Linked DNA regions of Hordeum vulgare: region 2 is linked to region 1. Evidence: chromatin contacts called from public Hi-C data. All regions are on one chromosome and are shown on one strand. Each heading gives the region's core, a stretch centred on a gene start, on an enhancer-like site or on the middle of the called end of the contact. The rest is flanking DNA. Distances are from core to core; before and after follow the strand shown. Region 1 has its middle 280 kb from the start of LOC123427236. Region 2 holds the start of LOC123427236.

Region 1 (7,339 bases), core at 1,953-4,452:
GACTGCCATCGGTGGTGGTGGTGTTGGTGGTGGTGCTTGGTGGTTCTTCATCATGGATTCGCCACTTTAATGTGGTTCTTTTGATGCAAAAATGATCTATTCGGTTGTTTGGATGCTTAAAACTATATTATTTGCTATTTGTATGTGAGAACTATGTTGAATTTCCGAACTTTTCATATTACTTGTCGAAATTTCTTTTTATTTGTGCAATTCTGTTTTTGCGGTTTGCAGAACACACACCGCATTGCCGAACTGCAATATTCTGTTTTGCAGTTCGGCAATGCGGTGTCTGTTCTGCCGCAGCCAAAAGTGGACCGGCAAATTCGTTTTTTATGCCCCGCATCACGGTTTTGCAGGCTGGCGGAATGCGGTGTCTGCTAGAGATGCTCTTAGGGCATCTTTAATGGCAACCCACAAATTTATTTCCACATGACAAGGGATCAGTCTACCGATAAGGGTGTGGAAGGACGACATCCAACGCTTTCCAGCGCTATCCTGTATATGTCTATCAGTAAATTTAAATTCAAATATGTGTTCGACCCAGTCCACACACGCCAAATCGCATGCCCGATCCCATTAAAATGAAGCAAATAAGCTTAGTTTTCTATATATCCGATTTCAAAAGAACATCACTCCGACAACCCTTGCATTTCTGCCTTGCAAGACCGGCAATTTCAGCGAGCTGCTCCCCGATCAAGGAGGTGTCGTCGCAATGGCGTTTGCAACCTCCTCGTCCGCCTCCGCGTATGCCTCCACGATGTCTTCATACTTCGTCGCCGCCGTCAACTCATCTTTCTACCGCTGCAACATCAGGTACTAATAGGATTGCACCATGACTCTTGCGCCAGAATCCAAAGAGTCGACATTTAAGGTCAACATCTTGGCGTCCTCCGCATTGGCGGCGATCTTCATCCTCTTTTCCTCGAGCGCGACCTTCCTTCCTTCGATCACGGTCCACCTTTCTTCGAGCGCGAGCTTCTTGTCCATCGCGTTCATTAACTGCGTGAACCTCTCCGCCTTCCTTTTCTCCGAGCGCCTCACACATGCCTCCACCTAGTTCATGAAGATGTTCTCAAACTTCTCTGTCATCTTGGCCGCCACACCGTCTCGCTTCGCCCTCTCCTCCTCCCACTTTTCCTCCCGTAGGTTTCTTCAAACCTTCTTCGGCGGTTGTTAGGTTGGGTCGATAGGGTCATCGGTTTCTTCCTCGTTGACTTGGACGACGGTCTTGGCAATGAAAAGGTTCCAGCATTTAACTCGAACCAACAATGCATGATGGTGAAGGACTACTTCTCCAACTTCTTGTACACCAAACACGCACGAGAAAGCTACAAAGTGAAACAATGTTGACAATGCGTATCCGTATAGTGAGCAAGAAAGCAATACATGTTCGGCTAGTGATCAACAAAACTGAAGCATATCCAGCTACTGATCAACTTACTTGCTTGGTGATTTTTGCACCGCTAGGCCACTGTGCGATGAGCTGCTTTAAGTGGCCGCAATACTTGGACAGGGCCTCTTGAATGGTGTATCATCGATGATTGAGGGACGTCCATTCACTGTTGCGGATGACCGCGATGGTGTAGGGCACGAAAATGTTTGTGTTTATGGAACCATATGTGAATGTTCCTCCAAAAGGTTGTGCCCTTTTGCTCCGTGCCATGGAACTGATCGAGGCTAGTTGCCAACCATGCCTCGCACAATAGCTCGTCCTCCCTCATGTTAAAGCTTTCTCCGCTTCCCTTCTTCTTCGGATCGTTGGTTATATCACCCAGATCATCATTATCGTCGGTGCCCTCCTCCTCTTCCTTCCCCCCTCGGGTTGCTGCTCTCCGGCTGCCCATTACTAATGTTGCTCTCTGCCATCGCTGGTCTGGGTGTACGTATGTTGTGTGGCCGTCTAGGTGTACGATTGCTGGTAGTTGTCGGATTGGATGGGGTCTGAGTCTTCCACCTGACCGTCCTCATTGCCCCTCTCCCTCCCTCGCCTCCGTCATGGATGATGTCGAGCATCTCCATATCCGTGTCGTATGCCGGCTACCCAACTCTAGGCATTGCAACGAATAACATGCTGGTACCCATCTACTCCCTCGGTGTCGACCGCGCCCGCTGCATCTGCGTCGAAGAATACTCGGAGAATAGAGGGTCGCGTTGATGTCGATGATGTAAGGCACCGTACTGTCTCGGGTGCCGAGCTACTTGGCGGCGTAGTAGTACGGAGGCTTGTAAGACTCCGGTCATGGCATCGTCTGTGTTGTGCGCATGCCTGTCTTGCGGCATCCGCCACAACTGCGCCAACCTCCACGACATCCATGCCTATCGCCACCAGCATGCCCACCGGTGGCCAATCGCTTCTTGAACTTCTTCTCCTTTGTCGCCTTCGCTTTGACACGACGACCCTGTCACGTCGAAGAGTTGATCTCTCGGGCTGTGCGCGATGCGCGGATCCTTCGGCACTTCCACCAGCTCCATCTCCGACAGGTTCTCCGGTGGCTCCATGCGTCGGCGACGGAAGGAAGGAAATGATGGAAGAAAAGAGCGGAAAGTGGGTGAAAAGCGGCAAGGACTGAATGGGGAATCTTGACAGGGAAGTTGTGCTTTGCAAGAAAATCATGGGCTCCGCCTTCCTTTTAGGTGGGCCAGAGTGGTATACAGCGCCGTTTCTCATATCCAAATTCCCGCAAACCTTCCCCACGTTTGCCTTCGGTTTACAAAAGAAATCACGTCCGGACCGCTCCGCGGATAGATAGAGAACCACGTTGAATGGCTTATGCGGTCCAAACCGTTGCGGATGGTTTGCGGTAACGCTTGGAGGTGCCCTTATAAAGTTAATTTAAGTTTGACCAAATATGTAGAAAGAACAATTAACACGAAAAAATATTGAATAAATAAATTATAAAATAGATCTTGGTGGATATACTGATACTGATTTTGCGTTATTTATTTTCATATTTTTTAATGTATATTTGATCAAATTTAGAAAAGATTAAACTTTTTAACTTAATTTATACGTTATTTATTTGGAGACGGAGCAAGTATAAGTGATAAACTAGTGGGCACGCAGTGAGATATTTGGTGGACAAACATAGCCATCCATCACGCAAGGCCTGTGCGCGGGCGAAACGGGCACACAAGTAAAGAAGACACCTCCTGTCCTGTCCTGTACGTCGCTGGACGAACGCGCCATGCTGCATTGCCAAAGATCAATCGATGAAAGCGAATAGTGAGACATCTGTACATTGCCTCGGTGTTCAGTTCCACGAACCTATCATAATCGTACTTTACCCCTGTAGTAGAATAGAGTAGAGATCGGAGCTGCTCGCACATGTTTATATATATTTGGAAATTTTAAAATCTAATTGTGGTATTTTTTTTGGGAAAGCTACGCATCCATCGATGGATGTCTAATAAATATCCACCACACCGATAACCGTCGAATCTTCGCATGTGCAGCCGTCCGCAGCCATTCGATCTAAATCCTGACACGTGACTCGGTCGTCTTCCTCAACACATTAATTTCTGAAACAACAAATCAGTTGCGGAAACAATCGCTTTGTTTCGGACCCCGATAGAGCTGCAAACGGCTATATAATTTTTTCTGCTACAAAGATTTAATACGGGATGACCAACAGATTGAGCTGACAATTTTTGCAACAAGCATAATGTTGCGTTCGGATGTTTGCAAAGGGACCGTGTTGCGAAACTTTTGCAACACAGATATTGTTGCTGGAATTTTTCTTCTGCAACATAACTAATATTGCAGAATTTTTTCTTGCAACAAGGAAGATGTTGCAGAATTTTTTTCCAAATCAAGCCGCTCGCTCTCACAGTCAGACGAGCCCCGAAACACCTCTACTTATATCTAATATCAAAAATGTTTGCCCTAAAACAATACGTGAGTTGCAGGAAAACGAAAGCGACTTCGACGGACGTACGAACACACAATCGAACGGCCGTGGAGCCGGCGGACGACGGCGTGCGATCGGTCGATAGAAGAGAATCTTTTCTTTTTTTTGAATAAAAAAAGAGTGAAATTTCCATGGGCGGTGGGCTGATCTTACAAAAGATTAGCCGCCTGTGGAGCTCTCTGATTGAGGTGTGTGTGGAGCCGTCTGATTGCAGGCTCGCAACACGCATTTTCCTTTGGTTAAGACTGTGCGCGGTGCGCCGGCCCAACTATTAGGCCGGTCGACCTGCAGTCGTTAGATCTGCCCAATCCGAACCGTCGGATCCCGTCGTCCCCAACAGTTGGTCGCCTCGCACGCGCCGACAGCCTCGCACGCGCCGACGCCCCAGTACGCGCCGACCGCCTCGCCTCGCCTCCTCACCGCTAGTCACCCTCACCGTCGGTCGCCGCTGGTCGCCGCCTCGGCCGCCCATCGAATCACCATGGATACAGCTCCGCGGCTCAGCTCGTCTAGACCGCACGCCGCCCCGGCTGCCCCGCGCTCCGGGACTCAGCTCGCCCCCACCGTTCGCTGCTCCCGCCGCTCGCCGGCGCACTCGCCGTTGCTCATACCGTCGGTCTTCACCTCGTTGGTCGCATCTCACCCCCCTGTGTTGCAAACGCTAGAAAAAAAGTTTCAACTGTGTATAGAAAAAGCTTCAACCGTTAAGACAAAAAGCTTCAATCAAAAAACTTCAACGAGGAAAAGTTGCAAACGTTGATAGAAAAAGCTTCAACCGTATATGAAAAAAGTTTCAAACACCGCTCCGGCCGCAGCATCTCGCGTGGTCACTCTTCAAAAAGTTTCAACCATATATAGAAAAGCTTCAACCGTTAAAAAAAAACTTCAACCAAATGCTTCAACGAAGGAAAAGTTGCAAACGTTGACAGAAAAAGCTTCAACCGTATATAAAAAAAGTTTCAACCGTCGCCCCGGCTGTAGCATCTCGCGTGGTCACCTTTGGTCACCGCCGTCAGGCGCAGCGGCTGCCGGTGGAGAAGTCACAGTGCTCGCCGACAATGCCTGAGGTTGCAGGGGGGAAGGGGGAGAGGAGGAAGAAGAAGGAGGAGGAGGAGGAGGAAGGAGAGGGAGGAATGGGATAGGAAGGAAGGAAGACGAGGTGGGCACGCGAGATATGGAGATCGAACGCCAGCCACGTGACCGGCCGAACATTTCGGCCGGCGCGCTGACGGAAAACATTTCCCTTTTCCTTTTCTCGCCTTCCCATCCTCCTATTGCAATGAAGCAGTGCCGGAACAACAGCCCTTCCTTGGCCAACAATGCAGCGCTGCCATTTGTCGGGATGTCGATTATGTTTACACCAGCCCCGCCATCGTACCACGGACAATGCTGCAATGCAACGTCTGACGGCCCGACAATGCGCCAATGCAGCAAAGCCATGCAACACCGAGCATGCGACAACTTCGACGCAACACCTCTCTTGTCTGGCGAAGCTCCATTACAGCCCAGACGGAGCTCCATTGCATCACCATCACAACTTTCATAACACTAGCAGTGCTCCATTGCAGCAACGATGGTGCGACAAAAGCTGGGCTCCATTGCAGTGCATTGCAGCATCTGGAGCCGGCGATACCTCTCGATTGTAGCATCAACTTTGATTGAAATGTCGACAAGCTTTATGCAGCAGCAGCAAAGCCACTGCCTTGCAAAGCTCGTGACCAACATAGTTGAGATGACGCCTTCACCGGCAACATCAGAGCGGTTGTTTGGCGGAAGCTTCACTGCAGGACACGACAATGCGAGGCAACACTGATGATGCTTGCTGCCGACGGCGGTGCCTCTTTGCACCAGGTGGTCCGCTGCAGACGCAATTATCGTGACAAGTACTGGTGTTGCAGGTGTTGCGAGGCGCGGGCAAAATGAGCTAGCGACTAGGCATTCTCATTGGTGAAAGCACGTAGTAGAGAGGGAGGGGGAGGGGGTACGCGAGAAAAGATGGGAAGGGGTGGGCGAGAGGCAGAAGGATAAGGTAGAGACATACATTTGCCATCTGCGTGTGTCGAGAGACGGAGGCAGCACACATGAGCGTGTGCGATCCCAATCGATCGGACAACTCGTGAGGGGGTTTCTTCAAACAAAATCAGTCAACTGAAGAAAAAGTTTTCCATTCTATAAGAATCGTGTAATATTATCATGTTTGAAGGAGAGCCTACTTTTGTTCTGCCAAAAGATTCAATTTGTCCTTCTCGAAACCGACAGGGAACATCATCTTTCTTCCTAGATGATGTACTACTTAATTACATATTGTTACTAGTATTATCTACTTGATCCACCTATGTTACTTCATGTATCTACACTTTATTTTATCTTGTACAAGTGTCGGAGTTTACACTTTACTTTATCTTGTACTCCTACAAGTGTAGGAGCCTCGCGGATGCAACGACTTCTGGGAACGGTCGGTATTGACAATAAAAATGCACTTAAATATGCAGTTTAAATATCATTAGCAGTTTAAAGAAATGATGGTACTATCATTAGCTGTTTAAATATACATGTTTGGCGCTGAATATTCAACTGCTCGACTTCACAAAGAGCAGGTCTCTTTCAGAAAAAAACTGCTAGAATAATTGTACTAGGATAATTGCCGATCCAATTATTTACGGAATTAAACAATTTGTACTAGGATAATTGCCAGGGCCGGTCCTGGTGTATGGCAAAAGTGGTGACAGCCTAGGGCCGAGGACAAGAGGGGGTCCCATGATGTAAGATAACTAGTATTCCCTCCATCCGAAAATATTTGTTTTAAAAATAGATGTATCTAGATTTATTTTAGTTATAGATATATTTATTTTATACATTTTTAGGATAAGTATTTTTGAACGGAGGGAGTATATAATACAGCACAACAAAAAATAGGTAAGAAAAAAATTATACAAGAGAAAAGAGGCAAGATGGGCTAGACCCATAGCTAGGTAGCGATGCCTCATCCCAGTTAGACGGCCGCTCATTTGAATCTGAAACAAATCAAACAAAGATCTAGTCGGTTCGTTTTCATTACTTCGTCCTCTTCTTGGTCGTTCGGCACCTCGGCCGCGGCTGGTTGTCGCTGCTGCACGCTTCATCGGCCATCCGAGAAAGCAGCAATACAATAGGTATCCATCCATCTACCACAGTACGTATTCATCCATCTACATGTTCATGTTCCATTCCCCAATTCCATCCAAAGCCCAATTTCAGTAGTTTCTTTGATTCTTTAGTATGTATTCAACCATTCATTTATGTTTCATCCATGATCCGTCTTAATTTTTTTCATGTTGTGTACATGTCTCTTTCAATCATCAGGTGTATAATTTTTTAATTCTTTATATTCTTTTTTCTTTATAATTTTAAGATATTAATGTGCTATGTCGTCTAAGGAGAAGCATTTGTTG
Region 2 (7,339 bases), core at 1,417-3,916, 280 kb after region 1:
CTTGTTAGTAACCGTGTTGTGTCCATCTTGGTAGATCATGTTGTTGGTAGACGTTGCGGTGCCTATTGCATTTAGGATTTGTGCTTGAAAAGTATCCTCTTAGTTTATTTCCGCATTAGGTTTAAGCCAAATCCGAAGAAGTTTTTAAATAGCCTATTCACCCCCCTCTAGGCGTCATCATGGTCCTTTCAATGGGGTTGATAGGAAATGAGAGACAAGGATTTACCCAGGTTCGGCCCCTCCGATGGAGGTAAAGGCCTATGTCATGCATTGTGTGTTATTAATGATGATCTCGATTACAAGGGTGCAGAATCGCTAACCTAGCTCTCGAGGATTTCGTACTTGCCCTTTCTATCTCAGGGGCTCCCCTTTATATATAGGTCGAGGTCGTGAGATTACAACAGAGTTTGCGTCGCATTACAACTCGTGACATAGTCTAATTCCTACTTATCTTGTCTCTCAAGCATGGAAAATCCCTTACAACTTCCTTCTCGAGCCAGCGTGCCAAGTATCGGCGCATGAACCGGCCTTTTGTAACAAGCCGCCTCCTGGGTCTTGGGCTTCAAGGCTTCCACGGCTCGTGTAGAAATCATACTCATGAGCAGCCGCCTTGACGGTCGGGTCATCTTTCTGGCGGGTCATCCCGTAGGGTATATCCCCCAACAACTTATGTGCGATAGAGCGTATCATATCACGGGGTTTGGATGGACCAGCGAAGTTTACAATGACACTTGAGGCGAGAAAGGGTAATGCACGGTACCGAAGAGGCTAGCAAATTGCGGAAAGGATAATGCACTCACATTAGTCATAAAGAACTCATATACTTATTGTAAAAGTTTCATTAGCTCTCTTGAAGCAAAGTACTACCAGTGCGCCCCTAGAGAAGAGGTTGGGAGGAGTTAACCATTGCGCCCCCCGACTAATACACCACAAGGATTTCACCAAGGAATAAAAGTGCTCCAACATCCCGGTCATACCATAATCGACACTTTAATCAAGGAAACCCTCTCTTTGGAGCCCCGCTCTTTCTAAAGAGAATATATTTTTGTTCCAACATGGGTCGACTTCCCCGAGTCAACGACAATTGGAGTATGATCACAGAGTGCCCTATGTAATGCCTGCATCGTTGCCATAGGGAATTTCTGCTCCCGTTCAACACTGGCTAGAACTCGGTCCAACTTCTCATAAGTTGGATTTGGTAAGTTATTCGCCCATGTATATTATCTTCCTGTGAGATCAATCTCTTGTAGGTCAAGACTTTCAATAATAGCGTTAAACATGGACAACCATCTCCGTCAAAATTATCATTAATTTTCTCCACTCTCCTTCTAATGATATTGAAATCGCCTTCGACTAGGATTGGTAACCTTCCATCCCCGCAAATCCTCGCTAAATCAGCGAGAAAGTCAAACTTGAACTCAGGTTGTGCAAGTCCATAAACTGCAACGAGAGACCACCTAAAGTCATCAACTTTCGACTTATAACGTGAAATTTGACTGCATAACCCCCCCTCTAAAAACGTTGCTTACTTCAAGAGTCTCACAATTGACTCCGAGCAAGATCCTGTCGGACCCCCCTCTAGGTGGTAAGCAATGCCAATCAAAATCGGAGCCACCCGAATTTGTTCCTGGGAACTGTGAGGTAAAGTTATCTCTATCATTCTCTAGTAACGCCATAAAGTCCAGTTTTTGCTCGTTAGTAACCTTTCCCAAAAACCTCCTTTTAGCCAAGTCTTTAAGACCTCTGCTATCTCAAAATATGCCTCTCATTTTTCATCATGGAACTTTTGTTTGAATTTGACCCTCGCACTGTGACGCACGGCAGACGATGTCTAAATCTTTCTTTGTCCACTTGCGTTTGGGTTTTTCCTTTAGAAAGAAAAATATATAGCACAAATAATAAAAGATTTTTTGAGGATAGGGACACAGCTAACTTACAGTGGCGGGATACATATGGTGCACTGACGAGCCACCATGTGTCTTATCTTTGTTTCATGTGCTTTTCTATGATATCATCGAGTGTACAAACAAGCTCGTGGAAACAAAATGATGGTATTATCCGCCACGTCAAAAGCAAAACCATGGACGCATAAAACTAAGTGTGCATCAGATGATGCCACCAACCTTAATTAGAGCGTGACGAATAAGTAAACCAAAGCTCTTACCACGTGTACTACATCTATTTTCAAATGACAACTGGAATATCCCCTAAGGAAAAAAAATGCCATTTCCTGTGTGGTCCCAGCAATTCCTTTCTTTTGGGCCCACCCGAACACGAGCAACAGAATAATTTGCGACTGGTAAAATATACATGGTCATTCGTTCAAAAATACAAGTAGATAGGAGTATATTCTACAATAACTAATGGTGGGTAATAATGCACTGGAATTATTTGGGGTGGTCAAACAAATATAGCACCATTAGTTATTGTAGAATATACTCCTACCTACTAGCATCAACATACTACAACCCTAAGAAAAAAAACATCAACATACTACGATTGAATAAAAATAGCTACGATTGACCTATTGAGGGGATCGTGCCAAGATGGTCCAACGGACAGAGCGGCAATGAACACTAGGAAAAACTCGCCCAGTCGCCCGCACGCGCGCGCGCACGACGCGACGCTCCTCCAAGCACCGCACCGCACCGCACCTTCGTCAGACGTCACCACGCACGCACGCACGCACGCGGCAGGACCGCGCTTCCTTCCTCGCCCCCTCCTCCTCCTCCTCCGCCTCCGGCCGCCTATACATACCACCATCTCCTCTCCTCTCCTCTCCTCTCTCCCCTACCGTTCCGCCATTAACCGCCACTACTACTAACGCCTGAATCTTGATCCCACTTCCATGCCTGCGACTCCACGAGTGCGCTGACAACCAACTACCACCAGACTCCATGCGGCATCGGCAGCAAGGGGAGGACAACAAGGAGCTCTTCGTGCAGTGGAGACCCTGCGACAAGAAGAGGTCCTAGTCGCCGGCGACCCGCAGCCGCAGGAACGGATCTGTTTATCGGGTAACTCTTTTAATCGGTGGGTCTTGAATGGTTGATTCGAGCGCGGGTGGGAAGATGAGCGCGCATGGGGGCGGCGGCGGCAGGACGCGGGTGGGGAGGTACGAGCTGGGGAGGACGCTGGGGGAAGGGACGTTCGCCAAGGTCAAGTTCGCCAGGAACGTCGAGACCAGCGAGAATGTCGCCATCAAGATCCTCGACAAGGACAAGGTCCTCAAGCACAAGATGATCGCGCAGGTACCTATCCTCCGTCTTGTCTTTCTTCATCTTCCTCTTCTTCTTCTTCTTCTTCTTCGGAGCCAACGCCGAAAGGAAGAGTAAAAGATAGATTTTCTTCTTCCCAATCCAAATCCATGGCTGGTTCAGATTATTTCTCTTGTACTAAAAGGAAGGATCATCTTTCTTGATCATTAAGCATTGTTAAAAAAATACTAGAGGTTCGTAGGGATGTTTTTTCTAAATAAAAAAATGGTGAAAACTATTGGACGAAAGAGTAGTACTCCTACCATATAGACTTTGTGGAACGCTGAGACGTGAGAATCCGTGAAACTGGCAGCAGACAGAATAGCCTTCTACAGCCAATTCAATGCGCCCGCCAAGGCCAAGGCCAAGGCTTGGCGGGCGTCTCGTGCGCGTTCGTTGGAAAGGGCAGAGTTTAGTAGGTGGTGACCGTGATCAAATTTGGCTCCTGCCTTTTGTTTGGTCTCTCATCCATCTCTCTTTCTTTTTCTCTGCAGATAAAGCGCGAGATCTCCACCATGAAGCTCATCAGGCACCCCAACGTCATCCGCATGTACGAGGTATGCATAGCTTCTTGTCTCTTTAACTAGTACTAGCGCAACCTCAACCTGAAATCATCATCATCATCATTTTAAGGAAAACACAGTAATTATTTGCTCGTATTCCTCGCATAAGGAAATTATATATATCTCCGTTTATCTTTTCATTTCTGATGAAAACTAGCACCTTCTGCCTTTTGACTATGTATGTAAATGACCATGCCCACTTTTAATTGCCGTGTCTTGTAAAGGTGATGGCCAGCAGGACAAAGATATACATAGTCATGGAGCTTGTCACAGGCGGCGAACTTTTCGACAAAATCGTGAGTGCTTCCTACTATATACCTTGCTCCACATTTTGGGTTATGCTTTGCTTCCCACTCTGCCTATATGATGCTTACTTTGTCGTGATCCGTGGTCTAGGCTTCGCGTGGGAGGCTCAAAGAGGACGACGCCAGGAAATATTTCCAGCAGCTCATCAACGCTGTCGACTACTGCCACAGCAGAGGCGTCTATCACCGTGATCTCAAGGTGCTGTGGTGGTTACTCAATGTGCTCTATGTGGAAGAAACAAAAAGTGGCTGATACCATTTTCTCCTTCCACGTTTCAGCCTGAAAATCTTCTACTTGATGCTAACGGCACTCTCAAGGTGTCCGATTTTGGACTCAGCGCCCTATCGCAGCAAGTCAGAGTAAGCAAATTGACTGCTTTCTCTTTTTTCCAGCTTGATGAAAACCATTGTGATGGAAAATTCAGTGTATCCTCCCGCGCATCTGTTTTTTTTCTTCAGTTTTGCTATTTATTACTATCTCACAGTGCATGGTACGTGTCATTGTGAATCAGACGATAGGATCTGATGATTATTTTTGCATATGTTTCTGCTGTCTTGCAGGAGGATGGTCTGCTGCATACGACTTGTGGAACTCCTAATTATGTTGCTCCCGAGGTTCTTCATTTGCATCCACACCTTAAATTAATTATCTACTTCTCTCCATTCAAGTGAATATTTTGTTCTCATTTTTCAATACTCTCTTGGGCGTACAGGTTATAAATAACAAAGGTTATGATGGAGCCAAGGCCGATCTGTGGTCATGTGGGGTGATTCTCTTTGTCCTCATGGCGGGCTACCTTCCGTTCGAAGATTCAAATCTCATGGCGCTTTACAAGAAGGTGAATTACTTTTACTGCTTTTTTTGTTGTCAAAAGCAAGTTCCTTTTTTGCGAGGAAAAATGCTTTTACCAATACGATGCAAGTGCTTGGTCGATGTTTCCAGAATAAGTGCGTGAAAGATAACCTTCTTCTTCATGCAGATATACAAAGCAGACTTCAGTTGTCCATCTTGGTTCTCGACCAGCGCGAAGAAGCTCATCAAGAAGATACTAGATCCTAACCCGAACACTGTATGTTCATCTGTTCATCCGTAGCATGTCAGTTTGTTTTATCCAAGCTTATATCTGAGAGATAGCTCATGTCATTGTTATCTCCCTGTGCAGAGAATAACTATTGCTGAGGTTATTAACAATGAGTGGTTCAAGAAAGGATATCAGCCTCCTAGGTTTGAGACAGCCGAAGTTAATCTGGATGACATCAACTCTATTTTCAACGAATCCGGGGTAAGTATCTCCTCACCATGTTATATCAACATGCGTCCTAATGCCGTGGATGGACTTCATAACATTGTTTGTAATGATCCAGGACCCAGCACAGCTTGTTGTTGAGAGACGTGAAGAAAGACCGGCAGTGATGAATGCATTCGAGTTGATCTCTACCTCTCAGGGCCTCAATCTTGGCACCCTTTTTGAGAAGCAAACTGTATGCTCAACATCTCAAATTGTTCATGAATCAAGTTTTTTGTAACCATGGGATTCTTTTTCCTCAACCTGAAATCTTGATATTAATAGGATTCTGTTAAACGTGAAACACGGTTTGCATCGAGGCTTCCAGCAAATGAAATATTGTCGAAAATTGAAGCAGCAGCAGGACCCATGGGCTTCAATGTACAGAAGCGCAACTACAAGGTGCCTATTATATTAGCAGATAAAAAAACAATTACAGCTTGTTTCCATTTTACCTGAACATTATCCTGATGGCAATTTTCTGGTATTGAATCAAATCAGCTGAAGTTGCAAGGAGAGAATCCTGGAAGGAAAGGTCAGCTGGCGATTGCAACAGAGGTATAATTCATAGTTGGGCTTTGCCTTGTTATATGTTGCTTTGCACTATCTTGCATGGTATATAGACCGACATGGTTCCATCTGTAATAACCTCAGGTTTTTGAAGTGACACCCTCACTATACATGGTGGAGCTCCGCAAGTCGAATGGCGACACCCTCGAATTCCACAAGGTGAGATTACCACAGCTTCTCCACAGTTTAAACTTGCGATACTGCACTGAAATTACTTCGGAACTTCATACTGTTTTAAAAAAAGGATGAACTGTGCTGTTGGTTTTTAAACTGATCCGTTGCATGATTTCACGTCCTGTGCAGTTTTACCATAGTATCTCGAATGGCCTGAAGGACGTCATGTGGAAGCCAGAGGGTAGCATAGCTGAAGGCGACGAGACCCGGCACCGGAGGTCTCCATGATCATATCTGAATGTTAGGAGGTAGAAGATAAAACTAGTCAGGAACCTCAGGAAAGTCCTATGGATGTTTTTTCATGTTCTATCCGTGGTTGTAAACAAATATCCGAGTTTATGGATGAAAAGGTGTGCAAAGCTGCATTGGTTTTAACCTAGTACTCCCTCTATCTGCGTTTATAAGTCCGGCACGTGTACCTAGATCGTCAATTTGATCAAATTAATGATAAGCATATATTACAAAAAATATATCATTGAAAACTTTAGATGTTTTATTTTCTAATGATATAATTTTTATATTAAACAATAGATTTTATATAAATTAAATTGACGACCTAGGTATACGTGTGTGCCTTCTAAACTGTGACGGAGGTAACAGAGGTGATATTTATGTTCTGCTCTACAAGACTTGCACTGGTACAACACTAACTTCCATAGTAAGAGGTCCAATTAAAATACCTGAATGTCACTGCTTTGACGTCAGCTCAGCTTTTTTTTAGCGAATACACTTCATTTTCGTGTACCAATGTTAAAGGAAGACACATGGCAATCATTATCATTCAAAACATTAAGAGCAACTTCAATGGGATGATTCATTTCATCCGTTTAGTCGGCGCGGACAAAAATGATGGCCCAACGCGCTCACTCATTGTCAAAACGCGTTCGCGCAGACCCATTTCTGGTCCAAATTTGAGACTGAAATGCGTCGACGCGGACGCGCGCGGCCCCTTGGTTTCCGCCCCCAACCACCGCGATCAACATTATTTATGACATCCGACATCCTCGGCCCACGCGTCAGCGACCGCGGCCGGCCTTTTTAATCCGAGCGTGCGGTGGGTTCAGCCATCTGTTTTCAGAACCCCGTCCGTCCACATCCAGCCACCTCCTCGGGACCAAAACCCTAGCACACCATGGTCGGCGGCTTCCCAAACAAGGGCAATGCCCCGCTCTACCCCGCGCCAT

Evidence for each region. Hi-C and Micro-C count contacts between places; a contact is called where the count stands out from the background.
Region 2: a contact with region 1 is called in a Hi-C map of leaf, with 7 times the contacts expected there. The contact joins the promoter of LOC123427236 here to the enhancer-like site in region 1. A contact is called at or near these places in 2 of 6 Hi-C or Micro-C datasets (leaf and seedling) and 1 of 1 datasets of contacts at active chromatin or transcription factors (embryo).

The regions. Positions count from the first base shown.
Region 1 is chr2H:355,057,834-355,065,172 of MorexV3_pseudomolecules_assembly, forward strand. No RefSeq gene overlaps it. Among protein-coding and RNA genes, the nearest start is that of LOC123427236, 280 kb to the right of the region's middle. Within about 2 kb of position 3,203, at least 2 of the 3 cell types and tissues checked have open chromatin away from gene starts, as enhancers often do. A contact at or near this core is called in leaf, where this site is marked.
Region 2 is chr2H:355,335,833-355,343,171 of MorexV3_pseudomolecules_assembly, forward strand. It overlaps LOC123427236, which reads left to right and starts at 2,667. Exons shown (of 23, transcript XM_045111233.1): 1 at 2,667-3,251; 2 at 3,752-3,814; 3 at 4,045-4,116; 4 at 4,217-4,324; 5 at 4,405-4,485; 6 at 4,687-4,740; 7 at 4,839-4,964; 8 at 5,106-5,195; 9 at 5,289-5,408; 10 at 5,491-5,607; 11 at 5,697-5,813; 12 at 5,913-5,969; 13 at 6,066-6,140; 14 at 6,285-6,379; 1 more. The coding sequence starts at 3,045.